Regions from separate parts of the Ovis aries genome. Here all the other regions are linked to region 2. The links are chromatin contacts, called in public Hi-C maps. All regions are on one chromosome and are shown on one strand. The core of a region is the stretch at or near the end of the contact, and the rest is flanking DNA. Distances in the headings are between cores, read along the strand shown.

What was found. Hi-C and Micro-C count contacts between places; a contact is called where the count stands out from the background.
Region 1: a contact with region 2 is called in a Hi-C map of hypothalamus, with 3 times the contacts expected there. The contact joins two enhancer-like sites. A contact is called at or near these places in 3 of 16 Hi-C or Micro-C datasets (hypothalamus, omental adipose tissue and tail adipose tissue).
Region 3: a Hi-C map of hypothalamus shows a contact between it and region 2, with 3 times the contacts expected there. The contact joins two enhancer-like sites. A contact is called at or near these places in 2 of 16 Hi-C or Micro-C datasets (hypothalamus and tail adipose tissue).

The regions. Positions count from the first base shown.
Region 1 is chr23:55,154,441-55,158,309 of ARS-UI_Ramb_v3.0, reverse strand. All of the region lies in intron 4 of TCF4 (transcription factor 4), which reads left to right. Among named protein-coding and RNA genes, the nearest start is that of TCF4, 170 kb to the left of the region's middle. Within about 2 kb of position 1,354, at least 12 of the 54 cell types and tissues checked have an H3K27ac peak or open chromatin away from gene starts, as enhancers often do. A contact at or near this core is called in hypothalamus, where this site is marked.
Region 2 is chr23:56,038,665-56,042,508 of ARS-UI_Ramb_v3.0, reverse strand. No RefSeq gene overlaps it. Among named protein-coding and RNA genes, the nearest start is that of TRNAC-ACA, 110 kb to the right of the region's middle. Within about 2 kb of position 2,083, at least 11 of the 54 cell types and tissues checked have an H3K27ac peak or open chromatin away from gene starts, as enhancers often do. A contact at or near this core is called in hypothalamus, where this site is marked.
Region 3 is chr23:55,497,220-55,501,215 of ARS-UI_Ramb_v3.0, reverse strand. No RefSeq gene overlaps it. Among named protein-coding and RNA genes, the nearest start is that of TCF4, 170 kb to the right of the region's middle. Within about 2 kb of position 2,090, at least 6 of the 54 cell types and tissues checked have an H3K27ac peak or open chromatin away from gene starts, as enhancers often do. A contact at or near this core is called in hypothalamus, where this site is marked.

The sequences.
Region 1 (3,869 bases), core at 105-2,604, 880 kb after region 2:
TCTCTATTTTATTTTTGTACTGTTACATGAAGCAGCACATAAATGACACTTGGCTTAATCCTTAGAGTGGCTGGATTGCATCGTCTATTTTGATTAACTTTTTCTTGTTCTCAGTGTAAATTTTCCATAAAGCCTAAAATGTCATAAGCATTTTGGGACATAAATCCCTTAAGCTGTTTTGCAGTCATATTGTTGTCCTTTGTAGGGTTTGAGTACTTCCCTAAACTCCTTCTCATCTCCAAATGGGCAAAATAAATTATAAACTGTTGAGAACATTCAATCACTGGATGAGCAGTCATCTCAGAAAACTGAGCAAAGTGTCCTTTTTCAGTTCTTTGAGTAAATGGAGTTGATTCCTTATAATATTTGTGCTCTATCAACATATCTCAAAAACTTGGGTGTAAATTATCTAGGTTTAAGAAGGAGTTCATGATTAAAGACTGTCTTGAATTAATAAGACCAGTCTTTCTTTTTCTGGGGTGATGTAGTGAGATTTTTTTTCAAAGGTGGGCCTCAATCCATTCTCTTGGTTATTTGTTATCTTCTTCCCCATGGAGTTTGTGTGTGTGTGTGTGTGTGTGTGTGTGTGTGTGTGTGTGTGTGTGTGTGTGTGTGTGAAGGAATGGAAAGCTGAAAGCCACATAAAGTTAGGCAAGGAATTAAGAATTCTGAGTTTAAAACAGGGAGCATATCCTCAACTTGTCATATCTGAGTTGGTTTTTCAGTTGTGTTGCCAGGATAGCCCATGATCCTTGCAAATGTACAGTTTAATTTGGGTTCAGTGATTCCTGGGTGAGTCTGTGACATAGGACTCCCAAGGTCACGACAATGATTTAAGACACAGCATGTTAGGACACAGTTGGCTCCCTGGAAGCTTCTCAGTAACAAGGATTTTACCTGAACCCATTTTGGGGGAGGGTACCATGGAAAGTACGGCTAACCACTTCCAATGAATTAATTTCTAACATTTCCATTGAGTGGTGACTCTGAGCAGCTACCCACATCTTCCTTCCTCAGAGGCAAGAAACTCCCAAACAGAATTTCTGCGTCTAATGGCAGACAGTTGGGGTGCCGCAACCAAGCAGTCACCCTTAAAAATTAATGAGCTTAATGATGGTTTGAAGAAGTGATGGTGATGGTGGTCGGGGAGGGAGGGGCCGCAGGGATGGCAGAAGGAGGCAGGCTGGACTCGTCACAAGTGACAATATCGGGAGCCCCTGCCCTTCCTCCTCCTCCCCATCCCCCATCACACCCCCAGCGCCCCCCCAGTCGCCAGCCCTTCCATCCTCCTCTCTTCACAGGAGCCGGAGCAGATAGACAGGGCGATTATGAAGACGTCAGTTGGAGCGGAGGCAGGCGAGAGGGGCGCAGCGCTCCAGATGAGGTCCGGGGGGAGCTGAGGAGGGTCACTCATGGACGACCGTGTGTGTGTGTCTGACAGACTGTGAAATGGTGCGTTGTTGCACGGCTGCGCTGCACCTGGGCCCTTCATCTGTGATTGATTGGTTTGGTCATGTGTAATGGTCCCATCTGCTCTGTGTTGTTTTTCTTTTTTTACTTATAAACACCGTTCCCAGCGGCTGAGAGAGGATGAGCTATGTTTTGTCATCTCCACTTACACTTTAGCTCAAAAAAGTGGTCAAGTAGGTAAGCGCTAAAGTCTGTCCAAGTATCGGAGCAGCAAGTCCGGATTTCCCCGTTTGCTTGGGGAGGGGTGTGTGTGTGTGTGTGTGCGGTGTGTGTGTGTGTGTCTGTTGCATGCATGCGCATGTGTGTGCGCCCTCCTGCGCACGCGTGTGTGCCTGGAGTTTGCATACTGCCTGTTAATATCTGAATAGTTCATGAACCACGAAAGACCAAAAAATCGCAGAAATGATTTGCACAAGTCTGTGACTCTTACTGCAACGAGTTTTTTTTTTTTCCCGTTTCCTTTTTTTTTTTTTTTTTCCTGTAACGGAGCCAATACTTAATTAAAACCGCTGACATCATGGTGTTATAATTAAGCGTGGCATTAATTAAGCTGGAATAACGATTTTTTTTTATTAAGAGCTGCCTCTATTGTATAAGACTGTTACCGCTAAAACCAAAAAAAATTTAAAGCAAAAATGAATTCTCTCTAAATGAGCCCTTTTCAACTTCCCCAAAGTCCGGCCTTAGGACTGTCGTCATCAGAGCTGTGTGTGCATGTGTGTGTCTCCGTGTGTGTCTGTGTGTTGGGTGGTGTTGGGGTGGGGGTAGAGTGGAAGTGAAATTTGTTTTTTTTCACCCAAAAATGCTGATCGGCTCCTGGCATTCTGATGGCTAATTATGCATCGGAGAGCTTCGACAGCTGCATTCATCATCATAAAATGTAATAATTAATGACATTCCAACAAAGAAAAATATGCAAATGAGGACTCATTAGCATTTTCATATTCAGCTTTGATAATGCTTTTGCTGACAAGGTTGTAATTAATGAAAATTCATGTCGCAGTCAGGAGATTGGATCGGTTTCATTCCGCTCACAATTCCCAAATGCTTGCATTATGGAAAATCGGCAGCTCTGCCAACTTTTCAGGGAAGAAAAAAACACACACACACACTAAAAGCACCAGATGCAAATTAATGGTAGGGAGTCTTTAACTCTTTAAAGCACCCCCTAAATTTCCATCATAGGAAGCGTAGGATGAGTTTTAGCCTAAGAACTGGATTCTTTTTTTTTTTTTTTTGATAACAGCCATGAAAGTACTTCTTTTGGGACCCAAGTATGAGAATTTCTGGCAAACTTTTTTTTTTTAATATTAAAGATAAAATCCCCTCTACCTTTCCCTTCTTTTCTCTTTCAAGACTATTTAAATTTACATAGTAAAACATGTTAGGACAGCCAAGCCCCAGCATGCTGTGTTCTGTCCTCTGGCTGGCAAATTTACGCCATGACAGTTTATTCATCCTCTTGGTTTCTGGAGACACCTCGTCACGTATTTGTGCTTCGATCTTCTGGTGCCTCCTTCCGTGTAAGCTACCCATAAGGTAGAAAGAAAAGCAAGTATTCTATTTCTCTTTTCAGGGTAAGTTGTTTCTTGTTTGTTTGTTTTTTTTTTTTCCTTTTTTGGATGATGTGTTTCCCCCCACCTCTGTGATTTTTCTTTTTAATCTACTCCATTTGTGGTTTAATGTAAGAGTTGGGGAATGCGCCCATAATTCTCTCACTCAACACTTCTGGTTTAGTGTTGGGCCTCAGACGTAATTTTAAGAGACACTGTACAATCCAAATGGATACCCAGAAACCCCAGGACAGAGATATCGACAGGCATTCAGTACAGAGAGCTATTAATTTATAAACCCTCTGCGTGCTGCTTTGAAAATGTGTGACTGGAGGTTGGCAAATAACCATTTGGTGCCAGCCTAGTACCATGTTTTGTCAGACCAGCCTAAACTTAAACCAAAAGTTCTCTCTCACCCTTAACATTAGAAAGAAAAAACCTAGAACTCTTGACAGGATGTCAAGATTTGATCTTCCGGTTAAAAAATGATCATTGCTAAGTTGAATCTTTCTGCTGAGGCAGATGTTTATTAAAAAAAAAAAAGAAAACAAAGGTTTGTATAAGGATTAAGAGTAGAGGGGAATGAAAACGTATGCCTTTAAAAATTGTCAAATATATAAGCGCTTTGACTCTCAAATGATGTAACTCCAGGCAGTTTCTAAGATGCAGTTTCCTGTTTGTTTAAAGTTAAGTTGTAATTCCCCAACTTGCTAGCCCAGCGTAAAAAAAGAATATAAATATGCCTTGTTAGGAGAAGATAGAAACTTTGATATGCTAGGTTTTATTTTCTGGAGTGTTTCAGTGAAATGGAAAGTATCAGGAGTTATTTAATGAGAATTTTAATGT
Region 2 (3,844 bases), core at 834-3,333:
CTTGAGATCTCTCCTGGGGTCTTCCAGAAACATCTCAGAAAGTAGGAGGAGCACATCATAGTCATAGGGCCATGGGCTCTGGAGCCACACTGGCAGGGGTGAGCGGGGTAGTGGAAATCACTGGTAGTGTGACTGTGACCTCCACACACACCAGAGCTAGACGGATATGAGAACACTTGTTCCTGGCCTTTCAGATTAATTCTGTTTACGCAAGCCCTCACCTCCATTGACAGGCCCAGAGGGGAAGCACACACAGGCCAGCATCTCTGGCCTCGACCCGTTCACTCCCCGACGTGCCCATTGCAGCCTCTCTCTCTTCCCTTCATCCTCACTGGCTCCCTGACTCTCTTCTCTGACTCTCAGTCCCTCCTGGATTTGGTTGCCCATTTGGGAAGGTTGGAAGTGTTAATCATTCAGTCATGTCCAACTCTTTGCAACCCCATGGACCATAGCCCACCAGGCTCCTCTGTCCATGGAATATTCTTATACTGGAGGTGGTAGCCATTCCCTTCTCAAGGGGGTCTTCCTGACTTAAGGATCAAACCCAGGTCTCCTGCATTGTGGGCAGATTCTTTACTATCTGAGCCACCAGGGAAGCGTTATTTTGTTACTATGGGAAGTTCACCGCTGTGGGGATTCTGTTTCGCACATCTGGATCCACACTGCCTGGGGCAGGTGAGAAGCCCTCCTGGACCACATCTGGGTACCTGGGGACTCCCCCGTGCCCTGTCCTAGAGAATGCAAAGCAGTCGCTCCTTCTTTCAGTCACTTGCAAAGGTACTTTCACCACTGAAAAGAGCAACTGAGTCCACTTGGGCATCTCAGTCCTAGTAGCTGATTTGCCTTCATAAATTATTTCTCTTGGGTGAATTTGCCACTTAAAGGCAAAAAAACAACATGAGTAAACCTTCTTCTTATAAATCTCTACAATGACCATTTTTGGCAGAAATGACAGATTGGTGGGGAAAATTTTTTCAGTTGAGAAAGAGTGTGTAGAGGATGCTTATAGTCAATATTAACATGTGTATGAGTCTCTGGGAATCACGTTACAAGTGGAGATTCTTGGGAAGCTGCTGTATTGTACAGGGAGCTCCGCTCACTGCTCTGTGATGACCGAGGTGGGTGGGAGATGGGAGGGAGGTCCAAGGGGGAGCAGATATATGCACTCATGTAGCTGATTCATGTTGGTGTACAGCAGAAACTAACACAGCATTGTTAAGCAATTATACTCCAAATTAAAAAAAATTTTTTTTAAACAAGGGAAAAATAAAAATAAAAAATAAGAAAAGTAGAGATTCTGATTCAGAGGGTCTGAAGTAGCAAGTGACATGCAACATTTCTAACCAACTCCCAGGCGACGGCACTGAGACCGCACTTTGAGGGGCCAGGCCTTAAATCACTCGTGACACCCGGGCAAAGTTCTCTCTCTGCACCCGTGATGTCTTCTCCTAATTCAGGCAGTGAAATTCCTACCCGAAATGTTGAATGAGCCTATTAGGCTGGCTATTTGAAAAAGGAAGAGACGTTTCTTATAACTGAAAAGGAAATCATTCCAAACTGGAGTTCAGTTACATAAACAAAGTTTTGTGAATGATGTTCTTGTTTGCTTACAACTGGTATTAATACTGTTTTAAAATGCTGCAGAGATGGCATGGGAATTTGCTGCGTGTATGTGATGTGGGGGTTAGATATCATTATGACCGAAAGTACACTGTGCGGAAACCATGCCTTTAATCAGAGAAGCTTAACCATAAGCTACATCTCGAAGGTGGAAGGCGGTTATGAGAACTGACAAAAGTTAAAAAAAAAAATACTCATTTGCAGAATCAGAGTGGGGGCCTCCACTCCCTCACCTTCCCTTCCTTTTTTCTGTCTGGCTGCGTGGTCACGGTGGTGTTTGCCATCTCCCCAGAGAGCCCAGCTGGCTGCCCAGCCTCCATCAAACGGCCCCACTGGGTCCTCTTTTAGGGCAGCAGTGGGAAGGAAGTGCAAGGAGTTTGGTTTTATTTTGTTTCCCTTTGAGTCTGTTGCCCAGGGCGTCCTCTGGGTGATGCTAGAAGATAAGTTCTTGTTATGATCAGAGCTCTGTGACTGTCCCCTGCTGTCCCCGGCCCAGGAACCCAGGTGCAGGCCCAGGGCACCAAGCTAGGCCCGATGAAGGATGCTGAAGGTGAAGAGAGCTGGTTCCCACCACTGTGGGCTTTAGAAAGGAGTTGGGAAGGGAAAAGCCACAGCTTTGAGATCACTGACCACGTCCAGCAGGAAATCGTGAGTTCCAAGTGAGTGATACACACGATGAGGATGTGGGCTGAGAAGGACACGGGAAACTTGAATGAGGTCATCAGAAAAGCTCCATCAAGAAGGTAGCAACTGATGTTATCTTGGAAGGGAAGGGAGAATTAAGTAGTGCCTGAGAGGTCTGAGATAGTACAGCCTCTGAGAACAACCTCTTCCCAAATCCTGTCTGGGAATGGCTTGGGGAGGAGAAGAAAGCGACGTGTTGGTTTATTTTGCTGCTAGAGGATGCCAATGGCCCTAGCTGAGGCCACACTGAATACCATCAGCCAAAAGCAGGCTTGGAATGCACAGCACACCTTGCCAGAAGGATTCTGTTGCTCGCTCAACACGACTCAGAATCAGGTGCAAAAAGGAATACAGTTAAGCTCTCTAGCTTTACTTTCTTAAAAGCATGCTTTCTGGGGAGACGCTCTAATCGGGCAGCCCAAAATATTCTCTGTACTTCAGGAACCCCCTTAGCATCTGATTTTCAGCTTGACATTTGTATTTTAAACCCCAAGCATTCAATTTTTGAGCCATTGGTAGATACAGAATAATAATGGCAGGGCTGGAAAAACTCCATGATGATCTTAAAAATAAAAGAAGGCTAGAGCTATTTTTTAATTTTATTTTAAACTTTAGGCTTCACATTTCAAAGTTTTATCAAACTGCTTCCCCCTCCCATAATTTGAACCATTGTTTTCCAAGGGAAATTTAATAATAAGAGCCACCATGTGCTTCTGCTTAATTTTGGAAGCTTGTGTTATGCAGTCAAAGATTCTCATTTGAAAATAATTCCTGTCCTTATTCTAAAACTGCCAGGGGAATAAAATTTGAAAAACATGTTGCAGCTCTCAAGTTTATGTTTTGCCTACAGCCAAGCAGCGCTGGAAGATCAAAGTTTGGAGAGAAGATCTGAAGTTAGAACCACTGCCTTTGCAAGGCTCTCACAAACCGAGAGCTGGAGCCCAGCAGCTGCCTGGCCGGGTCCTTGGCAATCAGCTCTGGGGCGGATGGAGGCCCCTGCGCTTCCTCCAGGCAGGGCCGGGCCTCAGGGCCCCTGCGGCCTAGAATCAAACCTCCAGAGAGATGGGCTGGCGGTATTTTTAGTCTGCGGGTGCAGCCCGGTGTAGGCTTCTTGCATTCCACAGTTTGCTTATGGGAGGTGCGGGCAGGAGCCCTGCCTATGCTTGTCGTGCGCTGGGTCTGCCCTGAGTGGGGGCCGTTTGTCAACCTGACAAATCCATCTAATCAAGTTTCAAGATGGGCAAACTGGGGCATGTTTGCTCTTCTCAAGCTGCCTCTTGTTCTCTCTCTCAAAATGAATATAGGTATATGTTTGTGTATATGTTTATGTGAGCATGTGTGTGCATGTATGACTATATATAGTATATATTTTATACGGCGGCAGTGGTGATGGATTAGTCGCTAAGTCATGTCTGACCCTTGAGACCCCATGGACTGTAGCCCGCCAGGCTCCTTTGTCCATGGGATTCTCCAGGCAAGAATATTGAATTGGGTTGGCATTTCCTTCTCCAGAGGGTCTTCCCCACCCAGGAATCAAACC
Region 3 (3,996 bases), core at 841-3,340, 540 kb after region 2:
AGAAAATAAGAGATATTAGAAAGTGCACCTTTTACCTTAAAAAAACATTTCTCCATTGTTTAAATTGGGACCCAGAACTATGTGATTTTAGAGCTTGCAACGACAGAATTAATAATCTTGTCTAGTTTTCCTAATATTTTAAGCCCACCTTAAATCCTTTTGGGGTGGAGGCAAAGCATAACTAATACATAAATTAAAATCCTGGAAATGGCTCCTTAATTTGACAATTTTTCATGTAAGAGACATGGGATTTAAGAATTTTTTGAGATTAAAAAAAATCCCTCAGGATTATTATTTCAATTTACTCATTGAACAGAGCACTCCTTAAATAAATCGGTGCACTTGGATAGTGTGATGATACAGAAGAAACATAAGCCATTACTCCCCCAGGAAGCTTCTGGTTCAGGGCCAGGGGTAACATACACACGGAGGTCTTGGAGATCAGGGAAGGGGCTACCCATAAAAAGAGCTCATTTCGGGGTACAAACAAAAAGTGCAGAAAGAGTTAGGAGAGCAATCTGTGTAGGTGAGAATTATCAGGAAAGAGGTGCACCTCACTATGAAGTAGACAGTGGGAATTTCTCTGGAGGTCCAGTGGCTAAGACTCCGTGCTCCCAACTCAGAGGGCCCCAGTTCAATCCCTGCCTGGGAAACTAGATCCCACAAGCCAAAACTAAGTGTTCACATACAGCATTTAACGATATTACGTCCTGCAACTGAGACCAGCACAGCCAAACAAATAAATACATACTTTTTAAAAACGTAGGCACTGGATGGCTTGGAGGAGGGGAGGAGGAAAGCAGCCAGACTAGAGGAAGAGCCCAGCAAAGAAGTAAAGGGCAGTGAGCCTGGTGTGTAGAGGAGAATGCATTTAAAATCATAAAGAATTGATAGATCAGTGAAAGCTTGCCGCAGTCTTCTGGGTGGGCTTCAGGGCTCTGTGATTAAGCTCAGAGTAAAGGAGAGACTCAGGAGAGCTGGGGTCTTTGGGTCCATTTTCAGCTTGACAAGACCCTCACGCAGCCAGAATCACACACAGAAAACTAAATGCACCCAAAGCTCGGCCTTGACTTATGAGGTCAATGAATCTTAATAATCTATTTTCATGAACACTGAACTTTGTCCCATAGCTAATCTAACCAGTTCTCAGTAGGGATTATATTTCCACATCTTTTATATTCCCCATAAGTAGAAGTGTTAGTCGCTCAGTTATGTTTGATTCTTTGGGACCCCATGGACTACACAGCCCGCCAGGCTCCTGTGTCCGTGGAATTCTCCAGGCAAGAATACCAAAGTAGGCAGTCATTCCCTTCTCCAGGGGATCTTCCCAACCCAGGTCTCCCGCATGGCAGGAGAATTCTTTACCATCTGAGCCACCAGGGAAGCCCTACACTCCCCATAGTGTGGACCAAATGCAGGACTAACTAAATACACGTTGACAAATTGTTGAAGGCCGCTGTGATGAATTTATCCAGTAGACTGCACGGGATTGCCTCCACCGCCTTTACTGGAACCAGGGCCCTCAGAGGTCCCTGACTGCAGGTGCTTAAAAAGTACTTAAACATACAGGACATTACTGGGATCGGAGACGTGGTCTAGAATTGAAGGACTTATTGATCAAGATGGTTTGCACCAGAGCCCCATGATATCTTTGTGATATCTTCTTGCACACACACACAAAAATTAGCGTGTGAAAATTATTCATCCAGAAAGAGAACAAGCCTGGACAAAAAAGTAATCCAATTTGATTCCAAGAGCAATCCCATCCACAGGGCAGCTGCCAAATTCCCACTTCAAGTTGTGCTTTGTCAACCTGTTCTCTGACATGGCATGGATTCCTCTTCCAACTCTTGACAGAAATGACATTATCTAACAAAGGCAGGTCTACACGGACAGTGTGACATAAAGGATCCGAGAGAATCCAAGCCTGGAGACCTTGATCTGAAATGTTCCGCAGGTGAGCGGGGAAGCGGGGCCACTTGAAATAACCCAGATCATTGACTTTTCCTTCCGCTTGTGTAGACGGGTGCTCCTGACAATTCTTTTCAATTCGCCTGAATACAGACGAGCACCAGGGGGAGCTCACACATCTTCCTTCTTTTCCTCCCCCTCTCACAGAAGGTCGCCCTGGCGTCCTAGGGAAAGGGTGGGTCGGAACAACATACACGAAATAATCCAGTCACGCACACACACAGGTGATTTATCCTGTAAAAAATAGTCTAGATTCTTTCGGAGGGCTCTGCAGTACATGCCTCATATTGGCTCACCTAAAGTCAGCGTTCAGTCGTCTCAGCTGCCTTTGAGAGGTAGCCTCTTAAAAACTCTCCAATCAGAAAAACATCCCTAAACTGCTCCTATGTCTCCCTTAAAAGAGAAAGAAAGAGGCAAAGAAGGTGGGGGAGGCCTAGAGAAAGAGAGAGATTCTCTTCCTTGCAATCTGAAATGACTTTTTTTTTTTTTTTAAGAACACTTCAATTTTAATCACAGTGGAGGGTAATGGAAGGGATTTGGGCCTTTGGTTTTCCACTTTGATCAAAGGGATTGATTTTTTTTTTTTTTTTTTTTTTTTTTTGTATTTTAAAGATGAGAACTAGTTGCCTTTCTCTCCCCCCTCTCTCTCTTTCTCAGTCTCCCTCCCTCCAGGACTGAAAACGTGAAAGGAAGAACAACTCAAAATACGCAATTAACTATTCTATTATCAGTTTGAGCAGAGAAAACCCATGGCACAAAGGATCTTACAGGACTAACCTGTAGTCCTTGCCGGACAGACCCGTCATCTCAGGTCTGACACCCTGATTCTGTGTTCCTGACACTGAGTGTGGAGAGCCCTAGTTGCCCCAGCTGGTGAGAGGGAGAGAGAAAGACGCCCTGCTTCTTTACTCACCGCTTAAAAGAAAATGATATATTTCTAATCCTACGTTTCAAATCTACAGATCACAAAATCATTAGCGATCCCTGCAAGATCCTTCACGAGGTCATCTCACCAACCCTCTACTGGAAGGCAGGTGAGATAAAAATGGTTTACATTTTACTTTATAGATGAAGTATAGTTGAGATTCAGAGAGGAAAATGAAGAGCGGTGGAATGATTTTTGTCAGTAAATTAAAAACCCACTCAGCACCCCCCTGTAAAACTGTAAGTAACATGTTTTTGTTTTTTTAACATGCCAGGTCCAAACTTTGTACTATCCACAACCTTAAAGAGGAAAGAAAAGAAGGAATCACGGGAATGCAGAAAAGTTACAAACGGAGGCAGCTAACACCTGGGGGAAACGCTGCGGTTGATCAAAGATCCTATCAAATTGGAGAGTCTCGCGGGTGGGAGGCGGCGGAACCGCGCGGAAAGCGCGGGACCAGCGGAGGAGCCGGCGCCTGCTGGGTGCCCCCCGAGTTGCGCCGCAGCGCGATCGGCGGACAAGGCCGGGCCAGGCAGCCGCATGAAGCGCCCGGGCGGAGGAACCGCGGGGCGAGGCCGGCGGCGGGAACCGGGCGGGGCGGCCGGCGGCCGCGAGGAGCACGCTCCGAGCTCGACTTACGCTAAGACCGCGTGGCGCTCGGCCGGCGCCCCGGGAGCGCGCGGGGCGCACGGGAGGGACGCACCCGCCGCGGCTCGCAGGGCTGCGGGCACCGTCGGCCCGGCGGGGTCAGGGGCGCCCGCCCCCGCGCCCACCGCGAGCCCCACGGCCGGCGGAACCCGCCGGCCCCCGCCGCCGAGCCGGTGCAGACCGCGCGGGGAGATGGCGCAGACGCAGCCCGCGGAGGGAGGCTCGGGCCGCGAGGTGCCAATCCGAGGCTCTCCGTCGGTTTGGACGGAGGGCTGGCGACAGAGGGGCCGGGGCTTTAATCGCGACAGTCGCCCCGGGTGTCGTTGACTTTTTTTTTTTTTTTTCTGTCCACCAGGGTCGAAACACCCGAGGTTTAACTGCCTGCGACTCACGTGTCGGTGCGGCAGCTTCCCTGCGACTTCAGGGGCGGGAGGCCGAGCACCTGTGCGCCG